3 separate regions of the Sus scrofa genome follow, and all the other regions are linked to region 2. The links are chromatin contacts, called in public HiChIP or PLAC-seq maps. All regions are on one chromosome and are shown on one strand. Each heading gives the region's core, a stretch centred on a gene start, on an enhancer-like site or on the middle of the called end of the contact. The rest is flanking DNA. Distances are from core to core; before and after follow the strand shown. Region 1 has its middle 42 kb from the start of ZBTB44. Region 2 overlaps SNX19 (sorting nexin-19). Region 3 overlaps ADAMTS8 (A disintegrin and metalloproteinase with thrombospondin motifs 8).

Evidence for each region. HiChIP or PLAC-seq counts read pairs in DNA pulled down with a chosen protein or histone mark.
Region 1: a contact with region 2 is called in an H3K27ac HiChIP or PLAC-seq map of skeletal muscle. The contact joins two enhancer-like sites.
Region 3: a contact with region 2 is called in an H3K27ac HiChIP or PLAC-seq map of skeletal muscle. The contact joins two enhancer-like sites. A contact is called at or near these places in 2 of 47 Hi-C or Micro-C datasets (embryonic fibroblasts and heart right ventricle) and 1 of 2 datasets of contacts at active chromatin or transcription factors (skeletal muscle).

The regions. Positions count from the first base shown.
Region 1 is chr9:57,058,733-57,062,695 of Sscrofa11.1, reverse strand. No RefSeq gene overlaps it. Among named protein-coding and RNA genes, the nearest start is that of ZBTB44, 42 kb to the right of the region's middle. Within about 2 kb of position 2,520, at least 11 of the 83 cell types and tissues checked have an H3K27ac peak or open chromatin away from gene starts, as enhancers often do. A contact at or near this core is called in skeletal muscle, where this site is marked.
Region 2 is chr9:57,536,161-57,540,126 of Sscrofa11.1, reverse strand. All of the region lies in intron 8 of SNX19 (sorting nexin-19), which reads left to right. Among named protein-coding and RNA genes, the nearest start is that of SNX19, 20 kb to the left of the region's middle. Within about 2 kb of position 1,631, at least 18 of the 83 cell types and tissues checked have an H3K27ac peak or open chromatin away from gene starts, as enhancers often do. A contact at or near this core is called in skeletal muscle, where this site is marked.
Region 3 is chr9:57,101,876-57,105,941 of Sscrofa11.1, reverse strand. The region is part of intron 1 of ADAMTS8 (A disintegrin and metalloproteinase with thrombospondin motifs 8); the gene reads left to right. Among named protein-coding and RNA genes, the nearest start is that of ADAMTS8, 9.2 kb to the left of the region's middle. Within about 2 kb of position 2,716, at least 14 of the 83 cell types and tissues checked have an H3K27ac peak or open chromatin away from gene starts, as enhancers often do.

The DNA.
Region 1 (3,963 bases), core at 1,271-3,770, 480 kb after region 2:
ACTTGTCTTCTAAACCATCTGAGTCTGATTTTGGGGTGACTTTGGGGGACAGGAGACTGGATAACATCACCTGTAATTCCCCTTGGTACAAATAAGGTCTCACTTGCGGGGGAGTTAACAAAGGGTGGGGCGCCATTCTCCCTCTGCATGGTGGGACCCTCACTCTTCTCTTAGGACACCTCAGGTAGCATGGATGGCCCCGGGGCTCGTGGTGAAAGGAGAATGCCAGTGTGGATTTGGATATCAGATTTTAGTAAAGTCGGATATCTTTTTTTTTTCTTTTAGATTAAAATTAAATAGATACTGAAGGAAAAAGGAAAATGTTGCCTTCCTATACACCAGTGGAACCTTTATGCATCCCATCTTTGGAGACCAGTGCACTAGTGAGTGGCTATAACCAGCAGCTAAAGAAGTTCCTGTAGGGCCCCTGAGGGGAAAGGGAGAGGCAAGAGGAGGGATGACCTCGGCAGTAGTTTTTTAAGCTGTGGGAGGCAGCACAATATTGTGCATTTTCATTCTAGTCCAATCATAAGAATCCCTGAGCACACTTGTTAACAAAAGAGAGTCCCAGACTTATTGAATCTTGGGATGAGGTGGTGCTTGAGAACCTGTATTTTCATTGTAATAACCACTGCAGAAAGTCTTATAAATGGGCAAGTTTGGGAAACATACAAAAGGAGAATAAGCATGGACTTTGGAGTTAGGCCAGAGCTGAAAAATGACTCACTCTTTAATAGTTGTGGGCTTAGAGAGTGCCATTTAATCTCCCTATGCCTCCATGCCCTTATTTAGGAAAGGGGGTTAGTTGTACCTCCCTGGCAGGGTAGCCATAAGGATTAAATGAGAAGATACATGTAAAACATTCTGCACAATGTCCAGCATTTGGTAAATGGTCGTCTTTATTGCAGACAGGCTTCTGGGAGAAGATACGAGGCTTAAATTTCCAATCTACAAAGACAATCATTCCTGAGGTTGAGATGAAGGGATAGTGTCTGAGTTTTTCTTGTTTGTTCAGCATTCAGTCCCATTTTTCTGGTAACACTGACTATTTTTTTCCTTAGGGAATTATCACCACCTTCTAGCGCTTGTTCATGTGGTTCAGGTTGTTGGATCTGACCCAACCCTTCACTTTCAAGGCTGAGTGTGATCCAGGCCTGGCCAATCAGCATGCTCCATTCCCCTTGGCTGCCATGATTGGTTTTGAATAAGGAGCATGATCCAAGTTAGTCCAATGAAATTCAGTCTTGGGACTAGAGCTGTGAGCCTAGAGCAGAGCTGCCAGCTGCCCTCTTGCCAGAGGAGAGAGGGCCCACCTGAGAAGGCAGCAGGAGAAGAGAGAAGGGCCAGGATACGGGGACCAAGGGACCAAAGCTCATAAATATTTTTGAGCCCTGCAATCTAAATGTGCTGAAGCAATTCCATGCTGGGACTTTTCAGTTATGTGAGCCAATACATTTTTTTTTTTTTAATTAAGACAGTTTGAGTCAAATTTTCTGTTACTTGCATTCAAAAGGATGCTAACAATTAATTTTAAGGCATTTCTTCTATTTTGGTCTCCAGCTTACTGTATAATCATATAAGCCCCTTTCTTGTCTGATACATTTCCTAACTTTATTAGGAAGAAGCAAGCCCATGGCCTCAGCATTTAGACTTGATGGATAATGGAAATTGCGAAGGCATGATCCCTCTCTGGGGATTAGAACACTCAAATCCTTTCCAACTAAATGGATTCTTTTCTCTCAGGGTGGGAAGGAGCTGATATTTAGGTAGGTCTCTGTTTTTGTTCTCCAAACTCTGAGAAAGGTTGCCGTTAAAGGGCAACACAACAATTAAAAGCTGTTGGATATGAGAATGACAAGCTTGGCTGGTATGCAATACTGTGCAGCTGAGATGATTATTCTCAATTAATGGGCAAACATTACACAATTGTCTCTTTCAAGTCCAGAGTGCTAATATATAATACACAATCAGAGGGCATTGTACATCAGAATATAACTCATTAGCCAGTGCCAATTCTTTACCCCCTAGAAATAAAATAGTCCATTGTCTGTGAAAGCTGCAGTTTTGAGTCTTTTGAATTTGCAGCTATAGACCAGGTGAAGGACTTCTATTTGGGAAGAATCCAAGTGGAATTGGGAATTGAAATTCCTATTGGGAATTCATTATTACAGTAAAATCAGTGTTAGTAGAATAAGGTGTGGAGGTCGGGGAGGGAAGGTGGCCTTTGATCGCCCATGCCTCCCACCAGGAACCCCGTTCAAAGACTCTTGGCCAGTCTGGCAGGGGCAGCATCTGCCCTGTTGAGGGACATCCCAGAATGGCCATGTCCCTCTGTGACTGCCCAGTGAATGCCAAATAGACTGGGTCATTTTATTCAAACCTGGAAGATTTGGCTGCCTGGGCACATGCTCTGTGGATGAACTCACTTTTGCTTTAGTCCACATGGCTGCTGAAGCCTGAGCAGCTCAGACAGCAAGGAACAGAAGTGAGGAGAACACAGGGCAGGAGATCAGAGAAATCTGCGAAAGAGGATTGAATTACTGTTGTATCACAGGGTGTAGGAGACTCTGGGACAGACTGATGGTAGAGCCTACCCAGTTGGCAGGGAGAAGAGAACTGTCACAGGCAGCTGTGCTGAGCCAGCTGCCTTGTGTGTGCACATAGAATGCAAGCTAACTGGGAGCAGGAAATCTTAACAGTTATGGAAACCACCCAGCAGTCTATCCACCCACCTAACTGGAAAACAAAGCAGGTCTGGACTGTAAATCCCCCCAAACCAAAGTGGTATCTACAGTATTATCCATTTTCTTGTTTCACAGGGCATGTCTCCACCAGTCTTTCAAAAAACACTTATTAAGAGCTTCTAAATGTCAGGGCTGGCCATGCTAAGTGCTGGGGATGTGAAAGAAATATGTACAGTGCTTCCCTCTAAGGAGCTCAGCACTTAGTAAACAATTACAAAAAGGGGGGAAATGCAGGAGGAGCTTGGATAAAAGAGAGCACAGGTACTGTAGGAACACAGGAAACAGGCACCAGATTATTTAAGTTGTGATCTAAAGCTAAAGAATTGGTATCTTCACACATGCATGAACCACTCTTCAAACGCCACTCAACTCATATCTAATCCCATGGCCCTTAACATCTAGCTATAATTTAATGTTTTTTTCTTCTCTGTATGTTCACTGATATGTTTTCATATCTTGGATGTCTTTCTTTTTGAGTATGTTATTTACTCTAGTCGGTAGAATAAGATATTAAAAAGCCAAGGCTTTAATTTTATGGAATACTTAGCTTCATCTGGAAAGAGGACTAAGCCCCCACGACCAGAGGTTCACCTTCTCAATTTGAGTCGGAAGCCTAGCAAATGTCGTCTGTGTCCTTGTTTACTGGGGCCTGAGCAAGAGACAAAAAGGAGTTCCCTTCGTGGCTCAGTGGAAATGAATCTGACTGGCATCCATGAGGATTCAGGTTCGATCCCTGGCCTCGCTCAGTGGGTTAAGGACCTGGTGTTGCTGTGGCTGTGGTGGAGGCCAGCAGCTATAGCTCAGATTTAGCCCCTAGCCTGGGAACCTCCAATGCCATGGGTGCAGCCCTAATTTTAAAAAAGAGAGACACAAAAAGAGGTTTACTCCATTCAAACCCATCGTCATTATCAGATTCTTATGCCACTGGCAGGATGGGGTAGCCCTTAGGTAATGAAGGCATTATTATACCCATATATAATGATAAATATGTGTGTGCCTGTGCATGTGTAATGTTTTGCAATCACGCTGAGGGCAGCATTAATAGCAATTACTATGAACCTACAAGCATAATCACAGATTCTGACAAGGCATACCTTTCACGTCTGTGCTCAATGTCACCTTCTCAGTCTTCTCCTGATCACCACTAGAATGTAAAGTCACTGGGATTTTTATCTATTTTGTTCACTGTCTGCAAAAATACATTAAACAACACATTCAA
Region 2 (3,966 bases), core at 382-2,881:
GGTCACAGAGCTAAGAAGTGTACCACAGACACAGTTCGAACCCAGGTTTATCTGATGTTAGCTGTGGAGATGGTCTCTTGGGATCAGACTTTTGCCCCAATTTGAAAGGATGAAAGCCAGCCCCCCCAAATCTTTGACCCAGAGCGGTAAAATTCCCCAAGAGGAAAGTTATCAGTCAGTGTGTAAAATGAAAACTACATTTCCATATATGCACACTCACGCAAAACTCAGAGTGCCCTGCAGCATCCTGAAGTCAGCCCATGTTACTTGCTCCCTGGACAGCTTGCATTTTTTATTTTTAAAAAGAGGTTCATGCAGTGCCGCATTCTTTGGCTTTGTTTGCTTCGGTAAGCAAAGAAGCTGGAATGTGATCTCTCCCCAAAGCTGCAGCGCCTCTCCCTCCACCTGTCAGCTACCCCCAGAGAGGTGGGGCTGGACCCAGCCGGTCAGGGTTGGCCTTTCTGAGACTGTCCCCATGGCTGCTGCCCGGGAGGCAGTCTGTTTGTTCTCTCTCGGAAACCACAGGTGCTGAGCTGTATCCCTTTGCAGAGCACCTGGGTTCTCTTGCCTTAAGTTCTGCACTTTAAAGGGAAGGAGAGTTGGTGCTGATGCCCCAGGTAGCCACTGCCACTACTCTGGTTATCTTGAACCCACTACAGTGGGCATTGGGGATGGTCCAGCCCTGTAGATTTAGAGGCATCCCCTTTTTAAAATGTCAGCATTTTCCATCCTCCAGTGTTATCATCCAAGAAGATAAGTTAATTCCTCTTGCTTCCAGCTTTGTCTGTTCTCCTTGCTCCCTTAAATGACCTATACACATAACTGCCTGGGGTGCCAGGGACCACACGGGGGCGTGCACTGTCTCACTTCTTCCCTCTTGATATGCACCATCTCTCTCCCTCCCCCCTCGGCCCCCCTCCCTCTCTATCTCTGGCCTGCAAGGGAAAAAAAAGAGCGAGAGTAAATTCAACCTCATGACCCCTCCTTGTAAGCCAAGGTTGGAAGAGTTCTGATCTGAGCCAGGCTACATAAATCTGCGTTGATTGTTGATGGCGTGGAGAGTGGGGGAAGGGGGCCCAAAGAGAAGTTAGATGCCCAAAAAAGGCATTGTTAAGTCAAAGGGAAGCTTTGCACGCATGCGCGCCTGACCTCATGTGTCAGCTTCTTTGCTGGGAACATCCAAGGAGTCCAAGGAGCACTCCTTACTTGGACTTAGAGTCAAAGGGCGGGGAGAGGAGTGGGGGGAGCAGTCTAAGCCAAGGCGTGCGTCCAGCTTATGAGACCGCTCGTGTCCGAAAACAGGAGAGACTGACAGTACCCCTGCAGGCATCAGAATCAGGTTTAGGAACTTGGACACGTACCCAGACCTTGACTGGGTCAAGGGAAAGAGGATAGATGTACTGTGCTCCATTGATGGTAGAAGGTTTGGGGCAGGAAGATCCAGCCAAGGTAAGAGGTAAGACTATTATGGAGTCCTGATGTAGAGTGAAGGAATGAGAAGCAGCTGGCCCGGTTCCCTGCCTGGATGCCCAGAGCAAAGCCACGATAAAAATATGAGCCAGGCTAGCAGTAGAGTACACGAATGCCACGTCCCGTGGCTCTGCCCTCCCCACGGCCCCGAGGATGGCATCAGACTCTGTGTCAAAAGGGCAGCAGACACATTCCTGGCATCTGCGTCAGGATTTCTCAAAGAGTGAGTGCGAGTGAGTGAGTGAGTTTGTGTGTGTGTGTGTGTGTGTGTGTGTGTGGAGGGCACACGGGAATGGAGTAGCATGGCAAGAGAGTTGGGAAAAAGAAAGTTCTGTGATCTGTGGGCAAAGGAGAGTAGAAAAGTACGTGAAGTCAGGACGTAGAGAGAAGGAAAAAAGAATGTGTGAGCTTAAGTTGTAGAGCAAGCCCTGGGTCCAGGAAGAAATGAAACAGCCAGCTCTGGACCTGGTGCCAGGCCACAGAATCATTTTCTTAGAAAAGAGGTCTCTACAAACCATCTCTCCAGAAAGGTCAGGAGAAGGTTTATGGACAGAGTGCGGGACCACTCAGGAGTGCCGCGCTGGCAGTCTTCTGCCTTCTGCTGTTCTCTTAGGTCACTCCAGAATCGTGGGTGTTCTCTGAGTGGAATCCGTTCAGGGGCCTCTCTCTCGGTGGACACGTCTAAGCAGCAGATAGATAAAAGGGTCTCTCTGACATTGGTTGTGTCTTACAGGAGGCTCCAGGCCCACCACCAAAAAGATGCATGAGCAATTGGAACAGAAAGGGAACTGACATTTATTAACTACTAACTGTACCAAGTAAGCAGCTATATACTTGATACATTAAGGTGCAGATCAATTCTATGAGACAGACATATGTTTTTATAAGTGAGGAAAGTGATATTTAGGTTAAATAACCTTCCCAGAATCATAGAGGTAGGGAATGCCACCCCCACGAGTGCCCTGACGTCATCCTGGCCCCAAAGCCCACGCCCTTTCTACCCTCCATCCTGACTCCCCACTGCTGGCCTTCCTCGCAAAGCAGTGCCACTAGAATGGGCTTCACCTGAAAGTCCCGGGGTCTTAGTTCCATCTAATCTCTCTTTTCATCTAGCTGGCCTCAGAGGCACACGCTTTTGATGATAGCATCTAAATTCATTTCCATTTGTTTTTTATTCTTAAGGCACTCCTGGATTAGAAATTATACAGTCTGTTTTGGTATCTGTATTCTACATCCCATTCCCAATCAGAAAAAGATTATCCAAGTTAAGAGTCAGAGTTTCTCAGGAAGCACAGATTATGGCTTTTTTCCTTTGCTCCATAAATTTTCTTTCAGTTCAGCTCTGGTGCCTTATAGTATCTTATACCTGGTCTCTTTCAATGCACAGCTTCTGTAGAAAAATGCATACTTTTGCAAGAGCCCAAGATACAAAATTACCTCAAACTAATTATCCAATTATCTCCAATTATCTCCTGCCCCTCTGATTCTCAACCCAGGCTCATCTGAAGGAGTGAAATCTGTGTTCCGCTGCAGATTGTATCATGCTCATGTTGTATCATTTTTCCTTGAGGAAGAGGAATGCTACTTGTCCCATGACTCTTCCACTAGACCTTGAAAAGAGGAAGCTCTTGACTTCCACAGACTGGGCCAGGATGGGCCCCAACAGTCTCCAGCTAGATGAGTGGCCTGGCTGTTCTATTTCTTAGGTGTTTCTTATTCTGCACCCACCTTAGGATAAAGACATCTTGCCTTCTCTGTCATGTACGGACAGCTTCTACATGAATGCATCTTTGAGGCTGTAACAGGTTGGCGGTAGCTCCCTGGCTATGTGCCTGTGCATGTGTGTTTTTGCACTTCTGAGTGTGGTGCATGCTCTTCCATTCTCATACACTCAAACAAAGGTAACAGAGTTGGTAGCAGGTAAGAAAAAAAACAGGAGTTCTTGTGGCTCAGTGCTAATAAACCCGACTAGTATCCATGAAGATAATGGGTTTGAACCCTGGCCTTGCTCAGTGGGTTAAAGGATCCAGTGTTACCACTGAGCTGTGGTGTAGGTCGCAGACGTGGCTCAGATCCAGCGTTGCTGGGGCTGTGGAGGAGGCCAGCAGCTGTAGCTCTGATTCGACCCCTACCTGGGAACTTCCATATGCTGCAGGTGCAGCCCAAAAGAAAAAAACAGAATACCATGACATTTAAAACCTTTTTTCCAGGTCAAATTATTGGTATCTCTTGCCTATCTGTAACACAAAGAGGACCCTAAGACAGTTTTTGAGGACGGTTTCAGACAGTAAGCATAGTGAGGGCAGGGACTATATCTTACTTACCTTTCTGTTGTAGGCACTTAGCCGTGTACATGGAAGGCTCTTAGTAAGCAGTTGTCAAATGAGTGAACATCACACACCCTTCCAATTGCATCGGTCCCTTTCCTCGTCACTTGTGAGAATCTCAGGGATCCCTCAGTGCTGCTGGGGACATGAAACACAAATGTAATGGAAT
Region 3 (4,066 bases), core at 1,467-3,966, 440 kb after region 2:
TTACCCTTATCCTCTGGGTTTGAGAAGGTGTCCCGCAAAAGCCCTAATTCTAAAGTACCTCATACCCTCACATTGCCCAGCACTACCCCAGTCTAAGCCTGTTCTGGCATAATAATTAACAGCCTCCTTTTGCACTCTCAAAAGTGTCCTAGTTTGGATAATAACAGAAACAGATGCGTGCTCAAGTCTTCATGGGTGGAAGACGAATGTTGCATGCGTGTGAAGTAGGTTCCCCCACTGGCAAAAGACTGAGTCCTCTCCATCTCTGTCTGCAGCCATCAGAATGATCAACTGTATGAAGTATTTCCCAAAGAAAAGGCCCTAGTATTCAACGGTCTTTGATCTATCACTCCCCCCAAAGCCGGGTAGGAGGCAGGGCGGGGGTGCGGGGGTGGGGAGGGTGAGGCGCAATGTCAGGGGCACGCTGGCTTGTTTGCATGCTTTGGGTTTCTTTGGGCTTCGCTGTGGTTTCCTTGCAGCAGCAAAAATGAGTGGCAGTCAGTGCTGTGATAAAGCAATATAGACTTTGACGAGAAGTGGAAATGAGTGACCTTGAGCAAGTTACCCATTTCTCTGCACCTAGACTTCTTCACCAGCCTGACAGGAACAGCTATATCAATGTCCCAGCATTGTCTGGAGGAGATGGTAAGATACGGAAAGCACTCGACCCAGAGGTGGCACACAGTAGGTGCTCGGCAAAGCGTAGCTAATGCTGGAGTTGCCTTGGATGATGCATTTGTCACGGTAGGAGGGCAGGGCGGTCACACGCCATCACAGCCAGCCAGCCAGCGCTGTGTCTGCTGTGCTGTCCTGTGCAGCAGAGAGCCTGCTTTCAGCTCCCTCAGCCCAGACTATGTAAGTTCAACTCCTTGTGGTTCTGGCAACTGTGTGCTTTGGAGAGGGAGCCTCGCCCCTCCGCTGCTTGCAGAACAAGGAAGGATGAAGGACAGCCATGCCAGAACCCTCTCTTTTCTCCATCTCTTCTTTCCTCTCCCTTTGCCCCCTCCCCCTCCCCAGCCATCTCAGACCACCTCCCCACCCCACCCCCGCCAAGAGATGCCAGATGGGAAACTGACAGACCGTTGCTGAGCTCAAGAGGTTGCTATGCTACTACTCTTCCTCCCCCAGGCGTGCTGCGAGGAGAGCGCTGGACCCACGGAATGAAGAGCAAATGAGCAGAGTGTAGGGATGACATTCTGAGCAGAAGGAGCTGCGGGAGATGCCTCTGGCCCAGGCCCAGCCTTCCCCAGATTCCCACTACAGTTAGCCTTGGCTGTGTGGGAGTTCCGAGGGAGGATCCTCCTTGTTTATATCTCAGAAAATCAGAGGGCTTCGCCCTAGCCTAGCTGGTGGGGTGTTTTTTCTCTCCTCCAAGTCCCAGGGTGACCAGTGAAGGAGACTCCCTGAAAAGTACCTGCATTTCCTAATAAGAATCAAGGGCAGGCGATGCCCAGGTCATTCAAGAGCAGGGCTGTGTGACCACCCCAGCCGAGCTGGCCACGGGCCCCACCCAATATCCTGGTTGTGCGAAGTTGTCTGTGGGGGGGTTCCCAACTGTAGCCCACAGCCCACACTGGGGTGGTCACAGAGAGCTGTAGATAGACACCAGGTGATGGAGCGAGACAGCTGACCTCTTGACCGGCTCCTGGGCCCGCGTCTGTGGAACTGAAAGTCGGGCCTGCCCTCCTGACCCAGGAGATGGGCTGAGAAGCTGGGCTCAGACTCAAGGCGGCCCACCTGCCCAGGCCCAGTGGCCCTTCCTCCAGGAAACTCAGATGCATGGGCACTCCTGCCACTGTTCCTCAGAGGAGCTGAGGAGCAGGGCTTCCCATCCCCCAGTGCTCAGTGGGACGAGAGAGGAGGAGAGGGGAGTCAGACCAGGACTGGGGACTTTAACAGAAAACTCTGGAAGACACAGTCCTGGCAGCTCTCTTGCAATGGAAATTATCTTCTGAGAAAGAGGCCAGATGGACCTTCAGACATCCATACATCTAACCCACTGCCTCAGAGAAAACAACTCTCAGGCTGGCTCAGTCCAACTTTACTCCATGTCTGAAGGAGATGCTTTGAGCTCCCTGAACACAAAGGAGGGGACTGAGAACCTCGGCGCTGAGGAGCACCCCGCCACGGGACGCTCCGTGCAGCAGTGTGCACCCTGAGCCTTTGGTTTCCAGTGGGGACATGCCCATTGCACCGTTTCTGCTCAGTCTGACCGATCGGGCAGCTTAGGAACCGGGCCCATCTTAAACCTTAGGTCTTTGGTTCCTTACTTTCAGTCCAAGCCCTGAGCAGCTGGCATCTCTTCTCTTCACACCTGCTGTGTAAGACATCATCTCCCCATCATCTCTCCTGGTGGAGTTGGCACTCAAAGGAAGCCCTCTGGTGAGGAGAGATGCAGATTGTCTCAGAAGAAGTTCCAAGGGCTGGCCCTGCTCCTTCCTAGGGCAGGAGACTGGGAGACTCTTCCTGCCCCACAAGAAGCAGTGGAGGAAGTAGCCCCAGCAAGCTGCCACTCCTCAGCCCTCACCCCCAATTGCATAATGATGTGATTGCTTGTGTTTCCCTTAGGAATCCAGCTCCAGGAGCGAGTGCCAAGTTTCAGCTTTGCTGATAAGGTGTTTACATCAGCCTAAACATAGCTGGAGTGCTTGACTTGCTCAGTAACCTGCCAACCCCTGTTTGTAGGGCTTACAAAATATCTGGCTTGTTGCCTGCGAGGTGAACAGACAGATCCCATTCACAAATACTGGGATTTGTCTGGAACTCCCACACATGGCCTCAGCCCATGGAATGTCCCTCTCTAGCCTTTCATCCTTCTCTTCCCTTCTTCTACTCCCACCTTCCAGACCACAGGAGGGAAGAAAGAGAGGCTCCAGGAGGTGGTGCCCTAGGGAACAGGGAGCAGGGCTGCCCACACTGCTGGCCAAAGGCCTGCAGGCCCCTGCCCCCTTTGTCTCTGGCTCTGCAAAGTCATCCAAGAGAGGACTGACGTCTCAAGGTCCCCGAGGCAGCAGAGTGAGCCCTAATCCAGCCTCCCCTCAAGCTGGGGAACAGCTGGAAGCCCAGGGGCAGAGCAGAGGCCAAACACCAAGTCAACCCCTTCAGCTGGCCTCAGTGGGATGGAAGCAGTGGGGGCCTGGGAACCTGGGTTTCACTGTGGCCCATATTTTCTCATGCCCCAGACAGGAGTTCACCCTTCAAGGCTATCCAGGCAGGAGCCAGGAGGCCAGCGCTGGAAAGCTAGTGAGAAGAACGTAGACTTGGAAACAGGCAGGCCTGGGCTGGCACCCCAGCTTTAGGAGCTGCGCCACCTGAGACAGGCTGTTTAGCTTGCGTGAAGCCCTGCTTCCTCCCTGGTGAAGTGGCGATGACAATCCCACTTCCCAGAGTTTGTGTGAGCACTCAATGAGGTGCTCACCTCAATAGGGAACTGTTGTCAGAAGTGACTGTTAAGGAAGCATTCCCATCCTGGAGAGTAGGGCTCACCCCAGCAGACATCAGGAAATTTCTAAGAGGGAAATTCTACCAACCTTGAGCACTCAGATAGTTGCTGCTGGGCCAAGAGCAGAGAGAGGGCAGGTGGCTGGCAGGGAGAGGGTGGGTGTCAAGGTTAGAAATAACCAGTGCAGTCCAGTAGAACTTTCAGTGGTGATGGAAACATTCTGTCCGCTCCATCCAACGCAGTAGCCACAAGCCCTAGGTGGCTCATGATGCGCTTGAAATGTGGCCAGTGTGGCAGGGAAATTATGATATTAATTTTATTGAATTTTAGTGGATTTAGCTATCCATGGCCACACATGGCTGGTCAGGATGTTGAATGCACAAGCTTTGGAATCAGGAGTTCTGGGTTCACACGTAGCTGCACATTCATTAGCTCTGGGATGGTGGGCCAGTCTCTTACTTGCACGGTGAAGGGAAATAATGCTGGGGCCCTGGGGGTTTTGTGAGTCTTCACCAAGATGCCGTTTACCAAGGTCAAGTGCAGAGCCGAGCACTCAGAGTGCATGACTCAGGGTGACGATAGGGCTGGAAGGTTTACTCCTCACTCTCCACTCCTCCTTCCCCA